Linked DNA regions of Mus musculus: all the other regions are linked to region 2. The links are chromatin contacts, called in public promoter capture Hi-C maps. All regions are on one chromosome and are shown on one strand. The core of a region is the stretch at or near the end of the contact, and the rest is flanking DNA. Distances in the headings are between cores, read along the strand shown.

Region 1 (2,700 bases), core at 96-2,595, 1.0 Mb before region 2:
GCTGCTATTGCAAGCGTGCTCCATCACGACTGACTAAAGGTTTTAGTTAGAAAACAAAGCACTCCTTCCTTTGTGCTTGCAGTACTGCTTGTGAAAATGACTAAATGTCTAAACGGAGTGTATCTCCTCAATTTCCCCAATTGTTGCGTAAAAGAAGGAAAGATGATGTACAAATAACGGCAGTGATCACTTCTGTATTGCTATGAGGTGTCCAACTGTATGTATGTTTACCCAGTTATTCACTTACCAATTCAAGAAAAAAAAATCAACAGCGGTTACTTTTTGTTAGCACTTTAACTTTCTTTTTTGATAGTGTGTTCTTCATAGAAAAGGCCCTATAGATAAACGTGTCCACATAAAACGAATTTATGTTCACAACCATTTAAAGGTACTGGTGATTTGAAAATGTATTTCTATATGACTATGGATTCTTCTAAGTAAATTATATTTCAAATCTAGTTTTATACAGTAAATAATTTAATGGCTCTTTATTATTGTAAAGGGTTGGCTTTACTTTCCCTATCAGTTTAATATTTTTACTTATGAAAATACAGCCTAGCAACAGTATTATTTGCGCTTTAATACTTTTTGTTGGGAAACCCAAATGCTAGGGCAAATTGACCTGTATTGTTACTTGTTTATTGTAGTACAATGTATACCCAGTAGGTGTTCAAGAACTTCTCTATTTTAAACGATAACTTTTATTACAGAAGTTCACTCAGCCTAAGTTACTTCTCTGGGAACTAGTGGTGTTAAACCACAGTGTCTTTTATATGCCTAGTACATCATTGTAGTCGGTTATTTCCAAATAGCTTTCTCAAGGACTTAAATGCAATTCTAGGTAAAAAGCTAAAGTAATGAAACTCAAAACGGATTTCTGAGTAAACACCATCTCCTGGCGAACAGTGTCAGGTTGACAGCGCTTTTCACATTTGCAAATTTATATGTATGGGTTGAAAAAAAATTAAAAATTTCTATCGAGACATTTTTTTTTGTTGTTAACTATAGCTGTATGTTCAACAAAAATGCTGGATTCTACCTTTCCAAGAATTGGAGGGAAAAGTGACTCTGGCAAGGCGGAGCTGCGCTCAGGGAACGCCTAAGGCAACATTTGCACCTGCCTTGAGCCTGCAGCGGTCGCCACAGCAGTGCTATAGGAAATGCTTCAAAAAAATTTTTTTTTTCTTTTCTGAATAGCAGCTTTACAATGTTCTACAGCGAAACCGTCGTTTTACATATTCCGAAATTCTTTTCCTCCTGGTTTGTCAAGGGTAAACTGGAGATTCTTTTACCTCACAAAGGCTATGGGGAGAAATACGAAATTGAAAAGTCACTATGGAGACCACCTCCGGGCAAGATGAAGGAGGAACACTGGAAGTGGAGCGCCTGAACACACGGCGAGACTCTGAAAGCTATTAACATTGTTTGGGCGGTTAGGGCGGTTGGCGGCAACTCGCCGGAGGGCGGCAGTTGCGTGGCACCCCGAAGCGTGCCTAGGCGCACGCTCCCCTCCGCTCCTCCACTCAGAGAGCAAAGTGGGGGCGGAGGGGGAGGGGGAAGAACGCGAAGGGCGGTGGAACTACAACTCCCGCAAGGCCTTGCGCGTCCAGGGTGCTTTACAATAGAAGCTCGGTTGGCGAGGTCTGCGGAGAGGTGTCGGAACTGCCGTTTCCGGCATGTTCAGGTCTACGAGAACGACCGATCAGTGGAGGGTGGGGGAGAGACTCCAATGCCCAGCGGGCCATGCGCGGGCAGCGCTTGCGCGAACCGCGGACGGGGGGGCGGTCGGGCCATTTAAATGTGTGTTTGTGGGTGAAATGGCTGCGCAGGTCGGAGCGGTTCGCGTAGTACGGGCGGTGGCGGCGCAGGAGGAGCCGGACAAAGAAGGGAAGGAGAAACCCCATGTTGGGGTTTCGCCGCGGGGAGTGAAGCGGCAGCGCCGGGCGAGCAGCGGGGGTTCTCAGGAGAAGCGGGGGCGGCCGAGCCAGGACCCCCCTCTCGCTCCCCCTCATCGGCGGCGTCGTAGCCGCCAACATCCCGGGCCGCTGCCTCCAACGAATGCCGCCCCAACCGTCCCGGGCCCTGTTGAACCTCTGCTCCTGCCGCCTCCGCCGCCACCGTCGCTGGCACCCGCCGGGCCCACTGTCGCTGCCCCGCTCCCGGCCCCGGGCACCTCGGCCCTCTTCACCTTCTCGCCTCTGACGGTGAGCGCGGCCGGGCCCAAGCATAAGGGCCACAAGGAGCGGCACAAGCACCATCACCACCGCGGCTCCGATGGTGACCCCGGCGCCTGCGTTCCGGGCGATCTCAAGCACAAGGACAAGCAGGAAAACGGCGAAAGGAGCGGAGGGGTGCCTCTGATCAAGGCCCCCAAGAGAGGTGAGAGCAGGCGAACCGCTGGGGCTCGGGCTGTAGGTCTCAGTGCCCATATCCCGCCCCTTTAGGACTGAAAGACGCCGCTCTACTCCCCTGAGCCCACTGGAGTGGACTCGGGATTGCAGGCGGTTGCCACAGTTTGACCTACTTGAGGCTTCTCTCTGAGGCCGAGCTGTCAGTTTCCATCCCTGTTTGCAGTTCCCCCGGAGCCTTTGCAACATTTATTTTCAAATTCGGCAGGGTTTCCGCGCCGCGCAGTGCTTGGCATCGGATTAGTAGGTGGGGTACTAAAACCTCCCTTTCTGAAGTAAAGGCTTGTCACTG
Region 2 (2,975 bases), core at 448-2,947:
GAACCCGCCTTTTTGCCTTCTCCAACACTGCAGAGATAAAAAAGATCCAAAAGGAAGATTTTTCTCTAACAGGAAAACAGGGGTGGGGGTGGGGATGGAGAGAGCAGCATCTTGAAATGATAGGAATCTGCAGCCCAAGCTGCCTTGCCCCTCAGCCAGCTACCCCTCACCCCTCCAGCCCAGATTCCTAGTCCAGGGGAGAAAGCAGCTACAGGGTGCAAGAGAAGAGACCTCGCTCTGTGGGAGGTAGGGGTGGGGGTGAGGAGGGGGTGCTTGTTTCAGGGGAGGAGCAGAGCAAGCGGGGAAGGGAGACACTACATGTTAGAGAGGGCACTGGCCCAGCCCAAGAGGCCAGTTCGACTGGAGAGGTGAGGAGGAAGGATGAGCCATCCGAATCTTTTTGCAGTCCGATTCTACCCTCCTTGCCCTTCCTGGAAAGAGGATGCGTATCCAAAGGGGGATGAAGGAGTCCTGGGGCCGGGTCGGGAATTCTACAAAGAACACAGCAGGCATCCGGTGGATCCTGGACGCCTTTTGCCTCATCTGCCCTTTGGAAGTGTCTGAAGATTAAGGCCTGCAGGAAGAGATCTGAAGAGAGGGTCTCACAACTCTTGAGACTCTAGAAGCCCCTGGGGCTTGGGGAGGAAAGGCGGGAGGTTATGTTATCTGGGACAGGAAAGCAAAAGGGGGCATCGGTGTTCCAAATTACACCCTCAAAGCCAAGGCTGGTGACAAACGCCTGCGTTATGCAACCCCAAGGATTTAATTTGTTTCGGTTGTGGGCATTAGGGGAAGTTTGTGCCTCAATTTCACTTCTAAGCCTTTCCGTGGATGCTACTGGCTCGTTGTGTGGGCTAGACTAGCAGAGGGATGTGGGGGACAGCCAGCTGCCCCCCCTACTCGTGTCTCCAAGGGCTCTTAGGTGGTGTAAGGTTTTTTGAAGACCATGACCATGCCAAACAGACACTGCAGGATGTGGAGAGGCGACTAGTTCCCACCCTGAGAGAGAATCACCAAGTAGCTTCTGCGGTAGAGGTTTCAGTAGAAATACCAAGGGGCACAATGGGGCAGCCTAGGGGACTTCAACCATCAGCTCCCTCCTTCCAGATGCCCAGGGCTCTCCTCTCCAGCGCCTCATTTTCTCCAACTCCTCACTGGCCACTGGAAACTTCTGGGACTGTGTCCTTCCTCTAATTCCTCCTAGGCAATTCTGGTGCCTAAGCAGCCGATGCCCAGAGCAATGCACTCGTTCCAGTAAGCCTACCAACCCCAGAACCATACTTACCACCAGGACGTGTCTACACGGGCCGGCAGAGTCAGGAGTAGCAGCAGCAGCAGGCAGGCAAGACCCAGGCGGGCGGAAGATGGGGACACGTCGGGGGCCGTGGGTCTGGGCACGGGGACGCGGGCACGCCGAGGGGCGAGCTGCGCGGCTTCATCCTCACCCTGCAGCTTCAGCATAGCTCCCCGCAGACTCCCGCCCCGAAGCCCGCAGGGCCGTGGACGGGCACTGTCTGGGCTTCCTCAGGCGTCTCCTAGATCGCCCCACAGAGTGGCCATGGGGACCATGGGCGACCGAGGACCTCAAGGCACGTGGAGCCCGGGAGCCAGACGCAGGGTTCCCAAGAGCGTGCAGGGCCAGGAGACCGACGAGCGCTGAGCCGGGTGTGGGCGGTCGGGTGCGGTGTCAGTGGCTCCGGGGCGCGGAGTGCGGCGGGGGCCAGAGCGCGCCGACAGCCCCTGCGGCCGCAGCTCTCATTGGACGGGGCGGGGCGGGGCCGGGGACACGCGCGGCCTTCAGCGCGGCTCCGCCCGCGCCAGCCCGGGTGCTCCCCGGCGCCCTAGGTGTGGCGGCCGCCTCCTCCCCTCCGTTCTACGGGGCGCCACCGCGCCGCGTCCCCACCTGCTCTGGCCACCCGCGACGGGGCTCTTCCCTGCCTGCAGCCCCCTGTCCCTACCGACGCCACGCCACGCCACCGGGTCCTAGCGCCCTTCACTCAGCAACGCGGACCACTGCGTTTGATGGCAAGGAGCACACGGTGTGTGTGGCGAGGGAGAGACGTGGAGAGGGTTGCGGACACTTCCAGTTCTTTAAGTACAGAAGATGCACTTTCTCTTGGTCCTCCCATCCTTGCGCTTCTAGGAAACTGGTAGACACCCGGCCAGCAAGAGTTGCGGGATAGTGGGACTCCTTTGGCCACACTGCCCTCAGGGGTACCACCGTAGGCAACCGGCCTCGGGCGGCGGACCCTCTCAAGAAGGACTCAACGTTCCCTCCACCCCGCCCACCGCTTCTCCCACCCACTCTCGTCCCGCCCGTCGTTGAGAGTCTTGTCCACCTTGGTGCTTTCCCCAACTCAGGGCAGCGCAGCCACCCAAGAAACACACCTGCGGGCGGGACGCAGCCGCCTGCCGGTGCCCTGACGGCTGGCCAGGGCTCGGCAGAGCTCGGTCTCTCCCAGTATCTCCGTCCCCCACCCCCTCGGGCGGAGCTGCGACTGGGAAAGAATCAGAAACAGCTGGGCTGCTTTCCCGCACCAGAGGCCGGGGTGGGGGTCCTGCGGAGAGGGTGGAAGCCCTGGTGCCTTTTCTCCCCCCTCCCTTTCCACCCTTCTTCCTCTCCACTGGTCCCTCAGTCCCGCAGAGTCGGGGAGGTGGGGTAGGGTAGTTGGGAAGAGGGTTGAAAGGATACCTTGCTCCTTTTGTATGCCCCACCCCCGACCCCCAACGGGCTCTCACTTCCCTATGTGTGAAGTTGAAGCTCCATAGGGGCACAATGATCCTTACTGAAACACAAAAGTTCTTTAAAGCCCAGATGGAGCCTTTCAACTGGAGACTTCCTCTGAGGTCTGGCCTAACTCCTTCAGCCTCAGTTTCTCCTGCCCAGCCTCCCATTCCCAGGTTGTTTTTCATGCCTCTCCTCGTGATTTTATCTAAACTATATAGTTCTGATGTAAACATCACGCTGGCCACTG
Region 3 (2,700 bases), core at 136-2,635, 1.2 Mb before region 2:
GGCCATCCGCCACTTAATTTAACCCCACTCCGTCTACAGCAGGAAGCCATGCTGCTGTTTTCATCAGTTACTAGGAAACAAGATAAAGAGCGGACTGGGGCAACGGAGTCTACATTTGAAACTCTTGTTTGTGGCTGCACTACACTACTGAGAATTCTCAAAGTGTCACCAAAGAGACAAGAATGCGCATCTTATGAGTATCCACAACTGAGTCACTGGTTATGTAGAGAAAAGATTCACTTACTGGAGCTTGCCCCCACCCCCTCTCCGGCTTCCCGTTCCAGTACCCATTCCCAAACAGGAAAGAAAACGCGCCCAGCATAAACACACAGGCCATTGCTCACGGTTCGTCACCACAACAAACTGGAGGTTAGACCAACGCTCCTAGAGACCAAGTTTTTAGGTCTCGGTTGCCAAGCACAAAAGGGGGACGCTGCCCTACAGAGCTGTTTATAGTGTGGGTCCTACCCAAAGGCTTTTGGTTGTTTCCATCTTTTAATGTTTTGGATTTTGTTGTTCTTGGCTTTAAAGGCGACGACGGACTGCAAAAGTTTAGACCTCTAGCTTTGCCTTGCAGAGATAAACATATAGGTGGGCTGGTCCCCACACAGCGTTACCACCATCACAAATTACATACTCAAAGACTACAGAACATGAACCAAGAGAACAGAAAAGCTTCCATACCAGCCCGACCACCACGATTTACTCTAGATGCGGTTTCCCGGTCCCCAAAGGCACCAATACGCCCAAACTACAGCTACAGGGAGTGGGGTGACATGCACACGCACAAGCACAAGAACCTGCCACCGCAGTCCGCGGTTGGGGTGGAGATCTGTACGGTGGGGAGATGCCAGACGGACCCCTGTCACCTGAGGACAACACGATCTGGAGGGAAAGGCAGGAGGCAGGGGGAGCTGCCCATTTTCTCCGGCACGCAGTCGCGCCTGGCCGCTCGCGACCAGGCGCCTAGGGCCGCGCGGGGCCTGGCGAGAGAGGCACCCCAAGCAAGCCGGCTACCCAAGGGAGTCTGCGGCTCGCTCCGTCCCACCTCGGGGCGCCGACTCCCAAAGTCCACGACCCCAGCCCCTCGCCGAGCCTGACTCACCGCCGGTGTGTGTAGTTCTCAGCCTCGAGTCGGGGCCGCCGCGAGGAGGCGGCGGAGGAGAGGCGATCCGGGGCCCCGCAGCCGGGTCATCATACCCCCCGCACGAGCCGGCCCCGGCCCCGGCCCCCGCCCCCCGGAGCCGTCCCCGCGCCCGTCCTGCGGCCGGAGCCTCGCCAGCCTCCCGCCTGCCCTGCCACCCGGCCCCTTCCCGCCGCCGCCGCCTCAGCGCCGAGCGCTCCCGCCTCGGCCTCCCCTGCGGTCCGGGGCCACGGCCCGGCCCTTCGCTCCGCAGCCGCCGTTGTCACCAGACCCGACAAGTGGAGCCCCGAGCGACCGCCTCCATCCCGCCGGCCCCGCCTCGCCGGAACCATTCAGCCACCTAGCGCCATGACACCTACTGAGGCGGAAGTGCGGAGGAGCGGGAGGGCTGAGATCACTGCATCTTGCCCCGGGCCGCGGGTGTGGGTGGGCCTCCGTGGGGAGCCAGCGTGGACAGTGTGTGGGGACCGGTTTCCCAGTCCTCTCCGCACAGCAGTCTCCGAGGTCGTTTAACCGGCGTTTGGTGGCGGTCGGGTTTCTTACAGTTAGATGTCATCTCAGCTAGTGTGACATCACCCCAAACCAGTGTGATTTTCCCCCAACATCCCAATCACATCCCAGCGATTGGGCAGCGCAGGGAGACATTGACTACCTGGGGATGACTCTGAGGGTTTAGAATTCTCAGTTTTTACTTAAATTGTTTGCTGCCATGTCGATTTCAGGGCAGCATAAGGGATTTAGATGCCTCCCTGTGCTGAAGCGCTCCCACCGTAGAATCTGTTAGGAAATAAAATATCCGAACTCAGCTCCTCCATGCATGCAGTAAACAAAAATTGTCTTACCTCCACGAAGGGTAGAAAGGCGGTGGATTCCGGAAAGTGGACCTGGCATAATGTTTAAGAAAAATGACCCTGAAAACTAGGTTATCTTAGTAGACAGTTGCCAACTCAGCCTCAAGAGATTCTGTGGGACTTGATATGCCTTCCGCGCTGTAAAATGTTGGTTCTTAAAATGAGAAACATTTCTTGGAGTCGAGTATTTATAAGAGTAAGGTAGGATGGTACGTGCCTTTAAACCCAGGATTCATGCCTTTAAACCCAAGATTCTGGAAGGAGAGGCAGATGGATCTCTTGTGAGTTTGTCAACTTGATCTACATAGAGAGGCCCTACCTAAAAGAAAGAGGAGTGCCGGGCAGTGGTGGCGCACGCCTTTAATCCCAGCACTTGGGAGGCAGAGACAGGCGGGATTTCTGAGTTCGAGGCCAGCCTGGTCTACAGAGTGAGTTCCAGGACAGCCAGGGCTACACAGAGAAACCCTGTCTCTGAAAACCAAAAAAAAAAAAAAAAAAAAAAAAGAAAGAGGAGGAGATGGAAAATGTGTTCTTTCTTACAAGAACAGTCTGAACCCCTAACTGACTATCCACCACCATAGATTTTTACCTGTGTCCTGTGAGCAGAGAGCAGGTCTAGGAGAGGCCTTTCTATCAGTTATATTTTTCAGTCCTCACTCATACATCCATGATTTCTTTGGATCTTCACCTAACAAAATGTTTTCT

Evidence for each region. Promoter capture Hi-C pulls out the DNA fragments that hold promoters and counts their contacts.
Region 1: a promoter capture Hi-C map of second pharyngeal arch cranial neural crest shows a contact between it and region 2. The contact joins the promoter of Rsbn1 here to the promoter of Wnt2b in region 2. A contact is called at or near these places in 4 of 39 promoter capture datasets (cranial neural crest, liver, maxillary cranial neural crest and 1 more).
Region 3: a promoter capture Hi-C map of cranial neural crest shows a contact between it and region 2. The contact joins the promoter of Hipk1 here to the promoter of Wnt2b in region 2. A contact is called at or near these places in 2 of 39 promoter capture datasets (cranial neural crest and hippocampal neurons).

Annotation. Positions count from the first base shown.
Region 1 is chr3:103,912,775-103,915,474 of GRCm38.p6, forward strand. Rsbn1 (rosbin, round spermatid basic protein 1) reads left to right here and starts at 1,346. Exons shown (of 8, transcript NM_001356556.1): 1 at 1,346-2,379. The coding sequence starts at 1,677.
Region 2 is chr3:104,960,012-104,962,986 of GRCm38.p6, forward strand. Wnt2b (wingless-type MMTV integration site family, member 2B) reads right to left here and starts at 1,698. Exons shown (of 5, transcript NM_009520.3): 1 at 1,286-1,698. The coding sequence starts at 1,461.
Region 3 is chr3:103,789,890-103,792,589 of GRCm38.p6, forward strand. Hipk1 (homeodomain interacting protein kinase 1) reads right to left here and starts at 1,386. Exons shown (of 16, transcript NM_010432.2): 1 at 1,106-1,386.